Linked DNA regions of Zea mays: region 1 is linked to region 2. A link is a contact called in public Hi-C data. All regions are on one chromosome and are shown on one strand. Each heading gives the region's core, a stretch centred on a gene start, on an enhancer-like site or on the middle of the called end of the contact. The rest is flanking DNA. Distances are from core to core; before and after follow the strand shown.

The links. A called contact is a pair of places that touch in the nucleus more often than the background predicts.
Region 1: a contact with region 2 is called in a Hi-C map of ear, with 2.0 times the contacts expected there. The contact joins the promoter of LOC103632631 here to the promoter of LOC100279495 in region 2. A contact is called at or near these places in 4 of 25 Hi-C or Micro-C datasets (ear and leaf).

The regions. Positions count from the first base shown.
Region 1 is chr1:25,678,565-25,682,176 of Zm-B73-REFERENCE-NAM-5.0, reverse strand. LOC103632631 (AT-rich interactive domain-containing protein 2) reads right to left here and starts at 1,512. Exons shown (of 4, transcript XM_035963049.1): 1 at 1,177-1,512; 2 at 647-781; 3 at 372-569; 4 at 1-270. The coding sequence starts at 770. It also overlaps the pseudogene LOC115066717.
Region 2 is chr1:25,517,433-25,521,060 of Zm-B73-REFERENCE-NAM-5.0, reverse strand. It overlaps LOC100279495, which reads right to left and starts at 1,617. Exons shown (of 10, transcript NM_001152496.1): 1 at 1,294-1,617; 2 at 790-1,022; 3 at 660-696; 4 at 321-501. The coding sequence starts at 1,008.

The DNA of each region.
Region 1 (3,612 bases), core at 263-2,762, 160 kb before region 2:
ACTCAGGTAATTCAGCCTGATGATTTGACCCGATAGGAACAGGTTTCCTCAAGGAAAAAGGGCCAACAGATTGATGAAAGCTGGCAGGCCATAGACCATCTTCAACATAGGTGCGAGCATGTGAACAATGGAGAGGTGAATCTACGCCCTCATCTTCACTTTCCTCACTCTCATATAGTGGTGAGTCAAAGCTTCTTTCGCAAGTCGTGTATGTGGGGTAGTCATGAAATTCCTCCTCAGCAGATGTATGGTTGTCTTCCTTAGTAACGACTGGAATAAACAAAAGACAAGTACATTATCTAACTGTCTCTGCATAAACAAACTTTCAGAAAAGACGTTATGTACTGGTCAAGAGAGGGTGGAGTTATTACTTTGATCTTCCTGCTTCAGCCGTTTGCATTCAACTATGTCCAGTATGTCACTGGATGCAGGTCTCTTGTTATGATCCACTATAGGTGTTTCTTTGACACCACTTGGCAAAAATGGTGACTGAACACAAGGACTGGTTAGATGAATACCATGTACCAGCTCTTCATCAAATAGTCCAACTTTTTCACCCCTTTGGTGAACTTCAGGACAAACTAAACATGTATTAGAGTCAAGACAAATGTCTAGCGCAGCTAAGAGGATGCTGCTAAGTTATCACCTGCAATCTGGCATTTCTCAGGAAGGAAATTCGGATGACCATTATCTGCTCCCCTCATGTTGACACATGCAAGCTGCTCAGAGTGGTGCCTCCCGAAAGCCTCACTGTTCTCCTGATGCAGCATGCTTGTCCAGACTGCTGAGAGGAAAGAATTAAATAATGAATTACAAACATGTTATTAATTAGCAAACAGTCAACATGATGCAACTGAAAGGAAAGCACCAATTCAAGAGGAGTAATAAACGATTTAAGCTATATGGTAGGTCAAATTAATCATTCCAGACCAAATGCACATTATTCAACAACCATGATGAAGGGCACAGATGAATTGTCGTCTGTAACGAGTAACATATCTACGTTTTTGTTCGTGCAATAATTAATCCGAATATCGCGGCCATGAAACCGTAACGAATTCGCGAATACGAGTACAACACCTCTGTACTGAATGAAACCCTAGCCACGCATCCGACCACCAGAAAAATCACGTGAAATTGACGCGAGAAATCGCAACAATAAGAGATGAAACCTACAGGACACGTGTAGATCCGACGCCCCCGTGCAAAATCCGCCGTTAATCGAGCGGATCGGAGCCCGAAACCCACCCGCGCAAACCCTAACCTCGGGAACCTACGGAATCACAGGGAGGGGGCAAAGCTGGTACCGATCGAGAGATCCCGTCGAGCAACGAGCGGATCCGGGGCCGGATCGGTGAGCCGAGGCGGCTCCCTGCAGGGATCGGGATCGGATCGAGAGTTCGTTCGGTGCGGGGGAGGGGAAATTTTGGGGAAAGGTTTGTTCGGTTCACGACCGCCGACCGCGTCCTATTTTCGGGCTGATTTATTTATAAAAACGGGAAAAGAAAAAAGAGGCAGCGAAACCGCGATTCGCGACCATGTCGACCGCTCGGCGGCATTCTGGGCCGTTATTCGGTTCACACACTAACAGGCTGAGGCCCATAGGCTGAAACTGCGTGTGGCCCAGGGGCTGTGAGCCTATTTGTTCAAAGTTTGAAACAACCCGAACTGTTGGGTTATTCCCGTCCCATATAAATTGAAAAGAATTGAAAAGAATTATAATGGATTTTGATTTGATTGGGATTTAATCCCACTCAATCTCCTTCAATCCACATAAGGTCTTGTTTGATTGCGTTTGAATTGGAAGGGAATAAATCCCTCCTTAGTCAATATTGAATAGGAGATTTAATCTCCTTCGATCCCGTTTGATCCAGACGCAACTGAACAAATCCTAAATTGAGTATATAGCGAACAAGCCCTCACATGGATCTCAAGAATCATATGAGAGAACTTTGTCGCTTCCAAAACTGAACAAGCCATCAACATAGTATCCAGTGGCGGATGCAGACAAAAATTCATGGGGCCAAAAAACCGCAAAAGCGAATTTAAGAAAGATCGTAAAAACTAGTGTTGCATAGGATTCAAGTTTTATATCAATATATGATACAAGTTTAAAGAAGAAAACTATATAAACAAAAGAAGCAAATATACCGCTAACTTTTTGCTGACCGAATCGAAACCATGTGTGCCTTCCCGAATGTCGATCTCATTAAAGGGCTGGGGCGCCGAAAAGGGGTGGCATCAGGCGATGTCTTCTGCTGAGAGCTAGGACTTGCTGGTTCGCTAAGCTCGTCGCTCACCGACGATAACGAGAGAAACAAGAGCATAATGAAGGGACCGATATCGCGTGTTGCGGTGTCAGAAAGAGGGCATCGGGGTGGACTGGCTTAGGCGTCAGGAAGAATTGGACTGGACGGATAGATGTTGTAAGAGTGATTAGATCAACAACGCTTCATATTGATCTCAAGTGTAATATTTATACACATACAAGCAATGACTAGTACAGTGTGGTAGAGCGTTGGAGGAGCGAGCCCAGCGAACGGTGCAACAGTGTCCTCTTAGTTAGATCGTGGACGACATGAGTCGAACTATGTCGTCATGGAGATTGGGTCGTTATAGTTGTTAACAGATGCGAGGACTGGTCCGAGGAGTAGGACAGGAGTCGAGAGGACTAGACCGATCCGATGAGGAGACAAGAGAGAGGACTATGTTAGCCCACTCATATGTTCAATTTTTTTCTATACATAACAATAAACAATGTATGCATAAAAGGTTATAAGAATTTGAGGGGGTCATGGCCCACTTTACACCCTCTCGATCCGTCCCCTCAGGGCTGATTTAGTGGACAAGGATCACGAGTTATCCACGAGGAAGAAATCTCTTTGCTATTTCAAACTAAATAGCAAAGAAATTCCTCTATCCCAATTATATTTTGTTTGATTTTTTATAGCAAGTTTGACTAGGAAAAACAGCTAGCGGCGTAGCTCCCACTATGAACTTAGGAAATCAGAAGTGCTAGCATGTGCCTTCCTTGAACATACGTTACTAATTGCTGCAACGTTTAGTTAGCCTAACCACTGCTATACAATGCATATGGGATCATCATATACGCGATGTGTCACACGCGCAGCAACCCTCCAGTTATCTATGCGAATGTGTTTACTCACATGTCCCAGTTACTGACGTCAAAATCAAGCACATTGCATTCTTGTGCAGCTAGACCGGGCTACCGGGGTCAGCTGTAAGACTAGCGAGAGATTGACGTGCTGCCGCCCGCCGGTTCGGCATCACAGCCAAATGGGACAGCACTCTCCCTGGCCTGCACACAAATCTCCTTCCAAGAATAATTTTGATTCCTGCACACCTGCACATCAAGTACGAGAGCAACACACTCAATCTAAGCTTTCCATGAACCTTCCATGATCACCACCAAAGTAGCTCGCACGAGTTGCTAACTTCACCTTGGACGCTGTTCATCTGATTACAAACCATTCAAACCCACCACCACCAGAACAGAGATCATCTTACTGACAGAGATGAAGACGATGAACAATCCAATCCAGAAGAAATACAGCACGCCTAGTGATTTCCTGCTGACACTGACAGATTAAG
Region 2 (3,628 bases), core at 368-2,867:
AAAAAGAATGAAAATTCAATCTATATGCAGATGTCTGTGTACAAACATGCAATGCACATGTTACATTGACAGGTAGAATTTTATCATATCTTACATATGTGCTACCAATTTAGCATTCCTCAAGATGTGTAGAAATGGATAGCTTTTAGTTATTTTATCAATAACCAACTGAACCAATAAAATCACAGACACTGTCAAAATCTAAAACACATAAATGGGAATGTCATATCACAGTTTTGGAACATCTGCAGAAGTTACGCTGGCTAATTTATATTCTCACAGTAGTGGTAACAAAAAAACTTAAAAACTAGAAGTCTCACCCTGTTCTCTCGAATAGGTCATTCAGTTTGTCCCACCTATCCATACCAAGGCAACCAACTGAGAAACCAAACAAGGCATTGGATACATTTGTAAATGGGGAGCATGGACTTTCTGTTCCCACATCATAAACAACTCGGTCTTGCAAGGAGCCTCCCAGCCTAATCCTCAAATGGTCAAATGCTGCAGTTATAATTACCATTTTGTTGTAAGAAAGAAGACTGTCTGAGGCATGGAGCAAATCAACCAACAATCTACCAGCCTACTAGGTCCTTATCTAAAGCCACGAGGGATGACAAATATGTAACCGGCAGCCACTGAATGTAACTCAAAGGGCCTACCTTGAATGGCCTGAGCCAGAAACGGGTGATCCAGATCCTGAATGGACGGCATGGAAAATTAGTCCAAACAGCATTGTGTAACACTAACACACCAATAACAAGAGAAGGAAAACAAACATAAAGCATATACCAGATTAAGAATTGACGCCTGGCCCCATGGGCACTGATTGTAGTTGCACTTCTCCGGCGGCCACCAATCAATTGTAGCACAGACGTAGTTGTCATCCGTTTCCGCAATCCTAGTGGAGCCCTTAACTATGACCGTCGCCTCATCCGGCTGCTGAGCCGAAGCCAAACGGGGAGCACGCAGGCAGATGAGCGCAAGCAGCAGCAGCCGCCTCAGCTCCATGTTTCGTTTGCTACCTACGAGGCAAACCAGAACTCAAATGTATGTCATGATCTTCTCCTGCAGCACACCATTAACGACTTGTAGCTTGTATAGGTGCGTAAATCGAGAGGAATTCAATTTACTACAGCTTTACGTTCGTTCGGGATCTCCGAATTTCAACAAGCGAACACCGAATGTATACTTGGGAAGGCAATCCAAACCAGAGCAGCGGCAGCACGGGAGCAATTATGCGTATGGGAAGAAAAGACGCCATTGTTGAACCGGAGAAGGAAGCGGAGAGCTCACCTCTCCCGAGCAAGGCCTGGCATCGGCCGTCCGGAGACGGAAGCGCAGATTTCAGCGCTCCCCTGGCACGCCGATCCCGTCGACGCAGGACGCTCGTCCTCGCTCCCGGTCCCTGCCGAGCCGCGTACTGGAGAGTAGACCACGGGAGCAGCTCAGCCTGGCTCCGCGGATCCGGACTCCGGAGGCGTACTGGGACTCTGGGAGGAGCTCAGCCTGGCCACCGATCCCCGGGGCCTCCAAGTCCGACCCAGACGTCGCTGCCTTTTGGGATGCCGTCGGTGCCGCTGCCGCTGCTACGCGGCAGTAGAACACCGAAAGCGGCTCGTTGCTTTGCCTCGCGGAATCGCGGATGCGGAACCGAGCAACGTGGCCACGTGAGACCAGCAGAGACTGTATACCTACCGGCTCGACATGTCTGCTTGGATAAACAATTCTCTGTAGCCGTCTTTAAAAAAAACTTAGAGTGGGTTTGGTTTGAGGAATAAAGTGATCCATCTTTTTCTTATTCCTCACTTTTTTATTTGGTTTGTGGAATAGAATGGGTTGATTCATCACCACCCCATTACTCATAAGCTAATAATTAATATATACATGAGGAGTGAGTTGATTCCACCAAAATTGATGGAATAAACTTATGATGCATCACCTTATTAAGCATAAAGTGACTCCACAAACCAAACACACCATTAGTTATCCGAGCGAGCGGTTGGGTTGTTCGATTCAGCTTCAGGTGGACCGTCCGTTGGTTCATTTCCTCTTGATGCCTACGATTTTGTCGGCAAGAAACTACGCTGAAAGCCTGAAACGGGGCCGGGTGGCACCGTGGCAGCACGAGCAAACTCTTTTTTTTCCCTTTTCCCCTTCCACCACGTACGAGGAGCAGTAGCCGTGAAGTTTGCGAACTCTGCGGAAAACAGAGATAGATATATGTGGCCTGGTTGTACTTGTGGGAATAGGTGGGATTAGGTGAACACGGGAGCAGGCGGACAGTGACACTGTGCCCACTGCCGATTGCCCTGTTGGTGCTTGTTTGACTAGCGATTGCTTAAAAGTTAAAACAAACATACAGGGGATTTGATGGTGGTTCTCTTCTGTGTGATTGATATGACATAATATCAGCCCGCACACTTGGACTCATTTTAAGTGTTTTCAGCCGAATGACTGCATCGACGGAGACGTGAGTCCGCCACGTTTCTACATACGCGGGCTGGCGCAAGCCAGGCAGAGGCAGAGGGGAGGCTGGCAACCAATCACGTGTCTTGTGTCTCGGCTCAACAATTTGTTTATCAGGATGGACCATCGCCTCCTTCCAATCCAACCGACTATGAGCCTTGTTTCGACTTATAGTTATCATAATCGACTTTTAGCAGCCAAATATTTTGCTTTCAGATCGCTTCTGTGGTAATCGTTTCTTTTAAAAAATCATCTTAAATCAATATGAATATGAATGCAGAATTCGTCGAATCACCGTGACGGGAGAAATATGTCGCTTCCTAAACCTTAAACCGTGCAGACCCCCTTTATCTTTCTCCGCAGGCAAGTCCTGCGGTATCCAGATTCTCGTGATAACTGGATTATCCAATAATCTAGATTCTTAGAAAAGCTCTTCGGAAAATTATTATGTAAGTTTCTGAAATATTATGTAAGCAAAGTAATGTAAGTATTTTTTATGAATTGTGTAAATTTTATTTTCTTGTACTATGTATTGTGTACTTTTAAAAGTAGTGTAGTTTTTAATTCTCTTTTTTAGCTGCTTATTTGTGTGTTCGATGATTTTTTTCTGATTTTTTCCAATGAAACACCATGTTTCATTTGCAATAAAAATATGTAAAAGAAAAACTGATGTGATAGTGAGATAACTATAGGCTGACAATAACGATTGTGCGCTAGAGTGATATGGTGGATAAGGACTAACGACAGTCAATAACGCAGTCGATGGTGTGATCGATAATTAACACGTCAGTCGGTATATATAGATGAGCTGGGCTAGAACCAGCTTAGGTGACTAGGAATTAGACGATGTCCCTATCGACAAAATCCCTGAGCGAAAGGCCGTGGATAGAATCTCTTGTCGATATCGCCTCTCGGTCGGATGATATCACCCAACGTGAGGTGACAAACACAATTTATTCCCATTTTTAACTTCTTGTTTTTTGCCTTTGTCTTTCTAATGAATTAAGTGTATTTTTCGACAAGCAAAACATTTCACCATAAGATGATGAAGAAACTCATCATCATTGTTGCTATTTGTAGGAAACGGGTGACGCCTAAGAGGGGGGTGAATTAGGACTTCTAAAACTTTTACTAAACTAGGCCACAATTGAATCCCTAGAGC